2 separate regions of the Capra hircus genome follow, and region 2 is linked to region 1. A link is a contact called in public Hi-C data. All regions are on one chromosome and are shown on one strand. The core of a region is the stretch at or near the end of the contact, and the rest is flanking DNA. Distances in the headings are between cores, read along the strand shown.

Region 1 (5,536 bases), core at 1,403-3,902:
GAAATACATTGATTATGCACAAGCCTGCGTGAGACCATTCCAGGCTCCTAAATCTTAAGATACTTCCTTTTAAAAGCAGTGGTGGTTTTTATTTTCCATTTTCTAAAACTTATCCTCCCTCACTCTTTGTATCACATAATATAGCATTTGATTATATAATGTGTGGCATCTATTTCATGGGACTTAATCCTGACTCTCCAATAAAAGTGTAAATTCTTTGAGCATAGAGAACAAAAAGTAATAATAACACACCTACAAGTCATTGAGGGCTTACATTTTCAGCTTTGACTGTTTTACATATATATCTCAATTATACTCAAAACTCCAAAGTGTGCAAATTATTACCCCTTTTCACAAATAAGGAAATTGAGGTTCAGGAAGTTTAGTGGTTGACCCAAGCTATTAAGTGGCAGAGTGAGAACTTACACCCAGGTCTATCTTATTCTAAAGCCTGTTAGTCGCTTAACAATGTCCTTCCTTTTCTTAAACCTTTTCAACACTATCATGATGCAGGACACAGAACAGATGTTTGACTGGAAGAAGGCCTACTGTTTCCTATTGTTTCCCGGTACGTACAGCTCTGCAGCATCTCTGTCAATGTTTCCACAGATGCTTTCTCAGCACTCTCAAAGCCTGCCTCTGTCAGCAGGGAGCTCACAACCACTTGCAGGGTTCGCCTCCGGGCCAGATGGTAGTTATCAGCAGGGTTAGTGGACTGTTTACTTCCTGATCTCTGTGAATCAGCAGCCCAGAAACAGAGAACATTTTTATTCACTGGACAATGATGCAATTAGAGCTCACATACTGTCACTGGCAAGCAAAGGTTCTTTTGCTAAATACTTACCGGTACTCTTGGCCAATGAACAGTAAATGAGCATCCTAGGGGCTCTAAATTCGGAGACAACCTTTCTGCCTACCTAACACTTAACAATTTCATAACACAAAGCGGCTGTTTTTTCTATTTTAGCAGATTTTCAGAATATATAGCTGAAGAAACATGCATGATGGGATTGGAACTCGTGCCCATCTCCCAGAAAAAAAGTGATCTTTCTCTCTTGTTCTTCCCATCTCCATACCATTTCACTAACGAGGAGAGTCAAAGCAACAAACAACACATGAAGCTAAGAGGACAGAAAAAGTAGGAAACCTAAATTATTTTGAAATGCGAATCCCTCCCCAACTTTAGCGGGCCAATAAGAAGGTGAAAACGGCCTCAGTGGACCAATCAGGAGCTGTTCCGGGTTCCCAACCCCCCCCCCCAACAAAGAACAGGCCAATCAGTACACAGGTCCACCGACTCCGGAGGCCGCCGCCAAGTCTCGAGAATGGCGGAGGGGGGGGCGGGGGGTGGCAGTCACGTACGGCCTGAAAGACCCTCCTCCACGCAGGGTTCCGGGTGCAGCTGGGTTTCTGGGTATGGGCTCGTAGCCCGGATAGGGGGAAAGTCGGGAATGCCCCGACTTTCTCGGCTCCGGCCCCGCGCCTGCCTCCCGCCCTTACCGTTCCGGAGCCCGCAGCCCCGGCAGTGGCCGCCGCGTCGGCCATCTTGCCCTGGCGTAATGTGCGCGAGTGCGGGGCACGACGGGACTTGTAGTCAAGGGGCGGGGCGGGGCGGGAGCAGGGGGCGGGGCGGGGCGGGGCGGGAGCCACGGGCGGGGCGAAGCGCGCCGGGCGGAGCTTTCCGAGGCCTTGCGAGGTCCGCAGGGTGACCCCCCACTCCAACCCCGGCTCACGTGACCTTTTGTGAGCGGTGGGTTCAGTTAGCCCCGGAAGTTTGCCCCGGAAAATGAGCCCACGGTTTCACACCTTTTTTTAAATGAAATCGCTTTTCCATGAAAAGCACATCCCTGGGACGCTCCGAACTTTCCTGGATGGTTGTGTGGGGTTCTGCTGGGTCCCCATGATTTGCTCTCTAGGAGAGGGGCCCGGGAACCTGTATTCTTAAGTCTCCAGGTGATTCTTATGAGCGGGAAATCTGAAGGGAAACCCTGTTTTCTGCTGGGGTCCCCGCAGCCCCACTTGGAACTAGAGCTTCACAGCCACCCAGTTCTGGTGTTCCGGTGCATCACGCTGCCCTCTCGCCCTGTCTGAATCTGCAGGCGTTTGCGGGCGAGCCTGAAGGCGCCGCTGGCTGGAGGCTGTCGCTCGCCGGTCTCCCTCCCAGGCCGTTGCGTCCACGCGGTGCCTGTGGTTTTCTGTGGTTCGCTCGCGGGTCAGCCCCCTTCGGATGAGGGGGCGGGGGTCTTCCCTGCACCGCCCCGTTTGCGGGTGTCTGGCAGGACGCAGAGGCTGGATTTGAACCTCAGAACTCGCTAGCTCTGGGTCTTCGGATACATTGCCTGACTTCACTGTGCCTGTTTCCTCTCTTGTAAAACTAGGATGGGATGAGATGGATAGGGGTTGGGGGTGAGCTAATACAGACGAAGGGTCTATCATGTGCAGACTTAAGAGTAAGAGGTCAAGAAACAGCGCCTAATGTTTATTTCCTGCGTGGCGAACGGATGAGTGGAAAATGCTCAGAGGCCGATGACTGGAATCCTGCGCAGCGCCTGCCCGCCGGGAGCACTTGTGCCTGGGGGGCACCCCCATCACCCCCTCACCTGGGGCGCGTGGCACGCGTGGGGCGGCGTCTGAGGGCCAGGATCGCGGCGCCCGGCGAACCGCCGGGAGGAGTCGGGGCCCAGACCTTCGCTGAGCGGAGCACCCAGCCGCTTTGTCTCCCCCGCCCCCTCTTCCCCACTTCCTGCCCAGCTTTAAACTCGGGATTCGCGGCGAGGCGCCGACTTTGTAAACACGCCGCGTCTGCGGCAGCGGAGGCTGGTTCTGTTTGGGCGCCTGGGGGAGGGGTGCACGCCCCTCCCCGAGGCTGGAGGTGGCGACCCCCCCCCAACACACACCTCCCCAGAGACAGAAGCCAGAGGCGGCGGGAGAGAGTGTGTGCGGCCACGGTCGATGCTCCGGGGGGCTCACCTGCCGAGAAGGTAGGCTTGAGGGCTGGAGAAACCAAGATAGATGGGTGTCAGCGACACCCTGCTTTCCTGGAACCTCCAAGCTGAGACTGGCGGGGGATCGGGGATGGGGGGCGGTGGTTAGAGAGGTCACTGCGTCTCATCACCTCCCGTTGTCTCTCAAAGCTCAACTCACTTTCTCTCTGAGTTGCACGTGGCTGAAGGGCAGAGAAGCCCCCCCAAAGCTCTCTGCTTTCTCTGTGTCCACACAGTCCCACTCCAAGCTGAACTGGAAGCCCAGTGACCTCACTGGGCTTTCTGTTGTCGTTCTGCATACCTCAGAGATGAACTGGGAGGCGGAGGGAGGGCAGAGGGTGGGCAGGGAGCCTTGGGGTCCTTCTGCCAACCGGGGCCGGGGGAGCAGGTTGGAAGACACGACGGCAAAGAGGGGTCTCGCAATGGTGGTCTCTCTAGTGTCTGATGGGTAGATGGCATCTACCGACAAGTGATGGCTCTAGCCTCTTCTGTGTCTTTTAATGTGTCAACAAGAGGAGTAACTGAAGACATTGGTTGCTGTTACTGAGGGAGCCTTAATGTATTTATCTGCAAACATTGATTGAGCACCTACTGTGTGTCTGGGGTTTGGCTGGGATGCTGAGGGTACAAAGGTGTTATTCATCCACAGTGATCTCGCCTGAGTCATAGAACAACAGAGACCAGGTGCCAAGTTGGGGTGGCTGGGAAGGCTTCAGAGAGAAGAGGACATTTAAGTTGGGTTCTCAATGATGGAAAGTCAGCAGGCAGAAAAGTGGTGGGGTCTTTGTGGGCAACTTACTCATTCTACAGAGCTGGACTGAACCCTGACTGTTGGGTTGGGCATTGGGAAACAATGGGGACACAGAAACAGCTGCTGCTCTCTTTAACCCTGCTGTCTAGACACGAAGAAGAGATAGGAATGAACAGGATGGATTCTGGGAAAGGCATGTTTCTGGGCTGGTTCCCAGGACCCCAGAAATTCCCAAGTAGGTGCAGCAGGGAGAGTCCACACAATGCTGGGGTACCCACCCCCCAGCCCTGGATGCTAAGACTGTTTCCTGTAACAAATCTAAGCCCCCAGCTCAGTTCTCCTTGGCACTAGATGTGAGTGAAAAGAAGTGGATCTGCCATTGTTTTCCTGCATTTTCAATTCCCAGGCTCACTTGAGAGATGGCTGACACAACAATTTATGAATTCATTCAGTTGTCTGCTGAGACCACACTATCTGCACAGGCTAAATAGTGGGGACATAATGGCAAACAAGTCAGAGCTTCTACTCCCCAGGAATTCGGGATCAAAAGCATCTCTGAGGATTCCACCAATATCCCAGTCTCTGCCCAGTCTTTGAGACCATGACCTCCATGGTCCCAAGTGCCTTCTCTTTCCCATTTCTCTCAAGGGTTCAGAACACTAGCTAAGGCTTATATAGCACCGTCAGGCACTCTTCCAAATGTTTTAGGTGTAATGTCTCCTGTAATCTTCCCAACAGTCCTGTGAGGTGAACACTAGTATTATCTCCATCTTTGTTGTTTACTCGCTAAGTCATATCCAACTTTTTTGCGACCCCATGGACTGTAGCCCGCCAGGCGCCTCTGTCCATGGGATATCCCATCTTACAGATGAGGAAATTCGGGCCTGGGGGAGATAATTTTCCAGAGGACAGGGTTGGGATTTAAACCCAGGTTACTTGACTTGGGAGGCCCTGTTCTTAACCATTGGGATAGCCCACCTCCTTGACTGACCACATGGAATGTGCCCTTAAGCCAGGGGCTTAGGAATTTCCCAAAGGGAGTCTGTGGTCCTGTATCTCAAATGATGCAGAGGAGAGCAATTTGTTAGCTGAGTGTGGGTGCAGGTGCTGTTTACAGGGAGCCCCAGCAGGCCTGGATCAGAGTTGTGGGGACTACACAGAGCTTGTATCCCTTCCTAATGACCCTGTGTGTGTGTGTGTGTGTGTGTGTGTGTGTGTGTGTATTCTCCTGAGTAAGCCTCACTCACAAAGAGGAATAAACCAAGGTTTGATGCAGGAAAGATGCATGGAGGTGATGTGCCAGAATCTAGGGAGATGGGAAACCAAGACACTTCTTTTGTTGGGAATCTTTAAGAAGAGCAGAATCCTTCATGTTCTGGACCCCAACTTGGTAGCTGAGTCAGGAAGATGGTCAGGGAGTGACCTTAAGCAGTCTTAAGACATGCACCTTTCTTCCTCACAGCTGCTGCATCCCAGAGCTGCGTCCCCAAACTGCATCTGCACATCTGAGATGCATCCCTCTAGGCGGACCGGGACTCAGCCATGATGCCAGCCAGGTCACAGGGCAGAGGCTCCATGGATTCCCGCTGATTTTCCATTATCTCTCTGGAACTAGATTTCTCACATGAGGCCTCTAAACAGATCTGGGGAGGCCCAGAGGTCCCTCTCTGCCTGCAGTCAGACTAGCTCTAGTGTCTCAGGGGCAGGTGGCGGGGGGGGTGGAGGTGGGGATGGGTGTTGATGCTGCGAGTTGAGGGTAGATGGTGGTCACACCTCCATCACAGGTAAGCAGGATGTGAAG
Region 2 (5,536 bases), core at 1,320-3,819, 93 kb after region 1:
CAGAGCTGGGAATCTGGGAGGCTCCACAGCTCTTTGTGATGAATCTGGTAGTTTTGGGCAAGTCTGAAGGTGGAGCTGGTTTCCAGGGATAGAGAGCAAGATGTTTCTGAAGGAGTTTGGGCTGGTGGAAGGGGACTTCATTTTTGTGAAAAGATGAGCATGGGATGTGTGCCTTTATGTGAGGGCAGTTTTTCAGAACAGGCCAAAAGTCCTCTCCTCCCACTTCCCCTGCCTGAGCTGGGGGTGGAGCGTGCCGATCGATGACTTCCTAGAAGGTCAGAGTTGGAAGGGACATCAGAGAGCTCCGGTCAGTCCAAATAATCCTTGTGCCACAAAGAAGGTGGGGGCCCAGAGGAGGAAGGAAGGGTCCTGGCTCGGTGCTGCACGGAGGGTGGTGTGTTCGAGGCCTCAGGTGGCCTCAGGTTAGGGTTGTGATGGAAGCTGCTAGGGGTGTGTTCTCTGTCAAGTGAGGACTGAGATTCTCAGGAGATATTCTGCCCAGATGGAGGGTAAGGTGGCCACCCTCCCCCTACGCAGGACCCTATGCGTCCCCACTCCAAGCTGCCTTCCAGATGTTTCCTTGGATCCTGGATGCTTTTTGTTGACTTCTGAGTTAGGAGTTTGACCCCTGGAATAAGCACGGGGAGTAGAATGCTAACTTCTCTGCTCAACTTCTTCTGTCTCCAGGCCAGGCTGATTTCTGTGAGGCTTTGTGAGAGGCTGAAGATCATGACACCTAGGTGGGGGCCAGGAGAGGGGCAGCTGTGACAGAGGGCCGAAAAGAGATTGGGTGGGGTTGCCATTTCTACCCCACTAAGGGTTAAACCCGTGAGTTCCTTCCTGAGATAAGACAATGAAGAAATCCTCCTGTGTGCAACTCAGAAATAGGGCCAGGGCTGGGAACCCCAGAGGAGTGGACTGGGTGGGGCTCCCAGTCTCCTTCCAGGACCCAGCAGTAGTAGGGAGGCTGGGACTGACGGAGAGATGGTTTGGTCCCTCAGGGATCATCACCTGGACCCATCCTGTCTGCCTTGACCTCCACTTCTCCCCCTGAGACTCAAATGACACTAAGCACTGGGTTTCAGCCAGAGAGGTGGAGTGGGGTGCTCTATTTCAGCCCCCCACCCCAGTGTCCCCCCAAGGGGATGTGGGTTGGGTTGGGCAACCTCCACTTTGAGGAACCTTGGGGTTGGCTCAGGGGCTGTGTCAGAGGAGAAAGGGCCTCACGCTAACCCCAGTTCCTTCAAGAGGTGTGGACTTGGTGGGCATGCTGAGTTGGGGGAGAGGCTAGTAATCTCCCCTTGCGCAAATCCTTGAGATTATGGAGAGTCTTTCTGCTTCACACCAGAAGAGCCTCTAGTTCCTGGTGATGGTGGTCTGCAGACTTTTCTTTCAGCTATGACTGGAGGCCTGCTCAGAGCCTTGCAGAAGTTGAGAGAAGGCCTGGACAGTTGGACCCCCCAAAAGATAACCCAGCAGGATTAAAAGAGGCAGTTTATGTAAAGCATGTAGTTCTGGCATCTAGGAAGTTGAACAATAGATGCTCAAAGCAAGTGCCCCTAGCTGTTCCCCGCCCTGGACTCCCCATTCCACAGTGCCAGTCCTGAAGTTCAAAAGCAGACCTGGAGTCTTGACCTTTAAGTGTGATGTGCTTTGTTCCCTGTGAGACTTCCACTTTACTTCCTCCCCTTCCCTTCTTCAGCCACTGACCCCGCCCTCTTCCTCTGCCTCCAGGATTGGGAGGTGCTGGTCTTGGGGAAGCTCAAGTGGGACCTGGCCGCAGTGATTGCCCACGATTTCCTGGCCCTGATTCTGCACCGGCTCTCTCTGCCCCGCGACCGACAAGCCTTGGTCAAGAAGCATGCCCAGACCTTTTTGGCCCTCTGTGCTACAGGTAAGAGTCCCACACACACATGTGCCAAGCCAGGGAAATCAGAAGACTTGGAAAGGTGAGAGAGAACTAGGAGGTTCGGTTTATAACTTCAAAATTTGTGAAAATTCTATCCTCTGAGCCCCCAGTATCAACACAAGAAAGCAGCAGAGCTGTCTGGGATCTCAGAGATGCTGCAGCCCCCCACCCCCACCTCCCACCCGAGTATGTAGCTGGGGACACCAAGGGCTTAGAGAGAAGTGACTTGCCCAGGCTGTCTCAGTGACTAAGCCAGGCCAAGAACCCAGGTCTCTTAACCTTAATTTTGTGTCCATACCAGGAAGAGACCCATTCACTCTCTGGTTCCTGGCCTGGATCACTTACTACCCTGACCCTCTCCCCAGCTGTTCTTATACCACGCACTGCTGGGGTGTCCCAGTATACCCGTGCTCTATTCATACAGCCTGGCACTTCCTGGGAAATAGAAGGTACACGCTGGTATTCATGATCCCTTTGTCTCATGGTCCCTTTTCTCTTTCCTAGACTACACTTTTGCCATGTACCCACCATCCATGATTGCCACAGGCAGCATCGGAGCTGCAGTGCAAGGCCTGGGTGCCTGCTCCACGTCTGGGGACGAGCTCACAGAGCTGCTGGCAGGGATCACAGGCACTGAAGTGGTGAGTGCTGGGCAGCTGGGCAAATGGCCTCAGCTCACGAGGTAGCACTTTCCCCTGAGCTTCCAGCAGAGGGTGCTGTGGACCACTCCCAACCTGGTCTCCACTCCAGGTTTCAAGTGCCCCACCTTTGCGGCTTCTGTGGTCTTTTATCTCCTGCCTTGGTCTGGAGAAGAGCAAGTGCTGCGGGTGGGCCGAAAGGCACTGCCCCTGGGTACCCTTTCCTTGCCGAGCAGTATGCAGGAGTGGGGGTGGGGGGTTCGGTGTCAGATGTCAGGCCCTCTCACACCCTCTTGCCACATCCTCTTGCCAGTTTCTGAGAACTGAAGGCTGATTCCTGGGGTTGGGCTGTGGCCTAACCTTCCCAGACTTCCCTGTGTTGGGAGGTGTCCTCCTGTACCTGCTGGCAGATGCTGGTGGAGGACGGGAAGCGGGGTGGGAAGCGGGCCTTCCTCACCACTCCCCCTTGTCCCCAGGACTGCCTGCGAGCCTGTCAGGAGCAGATTGAAGCTGCCCTCAGGGAGAGCCTCAGGGAAGCCGCCCAGACCTCTCCCAGCCCAGCACCCAAAGCCCCCAGGGGCTCCAGCAGCCAGGGGCCCAGCCAGACCAGCACTCCCACAGACGTCACGGCCATCCACCTGTAGCCCTGGAGAGGCCCCGAGTGGCTGCTGACAGCAGGAGGGGACCTTGTCACCCCCCTCCCTGGCCGCAGGAATGGAATCATGCCACAGTTGAAGCCTGAGGGGGCTCCTTCCCCTTGCCCCTCACCAGCCAGAGGGGTCAGGTCCTACCTAACCCTGCAGTGTGCACTAAGGGGCCTGGCCGGCCACGGCTGGGGGCCAGTCCGGCTCCTCCTCCTGCCTGCATCCAGCCAGTGACATTGAGGTGTAATACATGTACCAGCATTCCTTTCTAGGGGCTCCCTTATCTCTGGGGCTCTCAACTGCCAAAACTGAACCCAAGCCTCTGGCAGAGAAAGCTCGGAGTCCTAACCACTGGACCGCCAGGGGATTCCCTAATTACTGCATTTGGATTGGGATCTTTCTGAAGCAGCCTCGGATGTTCTAGTTACACATTAGGGGCAAGAGTGGACATCCCTCTCCAAGCACTTGGAGGCCCTGCATAATCCTAGCTACTCTAGGAGGGGCCCCGGCCACCGTCCAGGGGCAGGAACCAACCTCCTTGCTTTGCTTTCTGCTCAGCTTCTCCTGTGTGATTGGGGGGAGGGGGGTGTCAGTGCATAAGGAAGTTGATTTAATTTATTAATTACTTTGAGTACAACTGTATGAGGGTGTGGTGGGGCCCTTCTCCCCCCGCCACAGGGGTGGTAACCCTGGTGGTTGCTGTATTCCTCCCCTCTGCTACTTGCTAGAGGATCTTTGTGGCCAAGGAGCTGCTATGCCTGGAGTGGGGCCATACCCTCCTCTCCCTTTGGCCCTCTGCCCCATCCTCCAGGAGCAGGGGGCGTTGCAGAATGAAGCAGGGGATGACCTGGTGATGACCAAGCCCCCTGTCCAGAGAGGGAGGCAGGCCCTGTTAACACAGGTCTTTCCTGAGGCCACAAGGTCCAGGCTGGTGGCTGAGGACCATCATGCTACCTTTATAATAAAGTTTCTAGAATAAAACTGACTTTGGCTTCTTGGATTAGAGGGCAGTCTGTGGGAAAGCCTATTTCTAGACTGCATGGGGTAAAAGAGGACAGAAATCAATGTCTGGAGCAGGAGTCGTCCCACCTTTTCTGTCTTGGGCCAGAGCAGACACTTCAGGCTTTGTGGGCCATGTGGCTTCTGCCTGTGTTATCCGAAGTTCTGCTGTAGAACCTGATGTGCACATTTCTAAAAAGCACTGCACTATGCAAAACTGCACAATTAAGGCCACATGGCTTATGGGGGAAAATGGGGCCTGAAGCACAATACTCACATACTTAATGAAAGACACTTTTCTAAGATGGTGTTTTTACACATTAAATGGCTAAGAAACACATACTGTAATAAATATGGCCCTTTATCTTGAAAAACAAACACCTGAAGTTGGCTGTGGAAGCAGAGGTCGGAAGGATGTGGAAGGCACGTTGTGACACCAGATGTGGGTGTGGTGCCAATGCAGAAGGTGAGCTGGAGGCGTTGGCACAGGGCTGGGCATGTGCGTTTTGTGTGTCATCTGGCTTGGCTCTGTGGGGGTAGTTTTTTGCTTTCATCTAGTGTCTCAAGACAAAACTATATAAATGAAATTTGCTTTATGACCAAATAGAGTCATTAGGTTGGAACAAACTCATATTTGCAAAAGCAAGTAACAGGGTTCTAGCCAGGCTGCACTGGTCTCTGCTGCAGGGGCAGTGAGAGTAGTCGCAGGACATGGAAGTGGATGGATGTGGCTGTGTCCCAATAAAACTTTATTTTAGGGACACTGAAACTTAAATTTCATATAATCTTCACCTATCACAAAATACTGCTGTTTTTTCTCTGCCTCCCCCACCAACCATTTAAAATGTAAAAAATCATTTTTCTCTCACGGACTGTAAGAAAACAGGCATACACAACCCTGATTTGCCAACCCCTGGTTGAACGCTTTCATTGGCTAAGAAAGTCAGAAAGGGAACTGGTCTGGTGGTGACCCTGGGTCTGACCTTTCTCATCCTGAATTTCCACCTTCCTCTAGGTGCTTTCTTCTAGCTCTTGCAACCAATCTGAGACCTTCTCTTGTTTGAACAACCTCCTGGTTGCTGGTATTCTCCCCAAGTAGTTTGTGTCAGGGGAAGGCAAAGGCTGTGCCCTCTAGGGGCTGGCAAGGTGGGTACAGCCTAGAGAAGAAGAATAAGGTGGGGCAAGTGCGTGGCTCCCATGTAAATAGGTAAGAATCCACTGCTACGCATGAGGGGAAAGCAGTGCCTGCCTCCAGCGAAGCAGTGCTTGCTTCCAGCGAAACAGAATAGCAAAGATCTCCATCCATCACATCAAAACACTGAGGTTCAATAAATACCTGCCTTTTG

The links. Hi-C and Micro-C count contacts between places; a contact is called where the count stands out from the background.
Region 2: a contact with region 1 is called in a Hi-C map of blood, with 3 times the contacts expected there. The contact joins the enhancer-like site here to the promoter of CCND3 in region 1. A contact is called at or near these places in 2 of 5 Hi-C or Micro-C datasets (both in blood).

What each region holds. Positions count from the first base shown.
Region 1 is chr23:33,009,767-33,015,302 of ARS1.2, forward strand. It overlaps CCND3 (G1/S-specific cyclin-D3), which reads left to right and starts at 2,653. Exons shown (of 5, transcript XM_005696305.3): 1 at 2,653-2,981. It overlaps TAF8 (transcription initiation factor TFIID subunit 8), which reads right to left and starts at 1,570. Exons shown (of 9, transcript XM_018039056.1): 1 at 1,501-1,570; 2 at 577-733. The coding sequence starts at 1,545.
Region 2 is chr23:33,103,287-33,108,822 of ARS1.2, forward strand. CCND3 (G1/S-specific cyclin-D3) reads left to right here. Exons shown (of 5, transcript XM_005696305.3): 3 at 1,735-1,894; 4 at 2,414-2,550; 5 at 3,024-4,176. The coding sequence ends at 3,191. BYSL (bystin) reads right to left here. Exons shown (of 7, transcript XM_018038731.1): 7 at 4,533-5,536. Among named protein-coding and RNA genes, the nearest start is that of BYSL, 12 kb to the right of the region's middle. Within about 2 kb of position 2,570, at least 2 of the 5 cell types and tissues checked have an H3K27ac peak or open chromatin away from gene starts, as enhancers often do.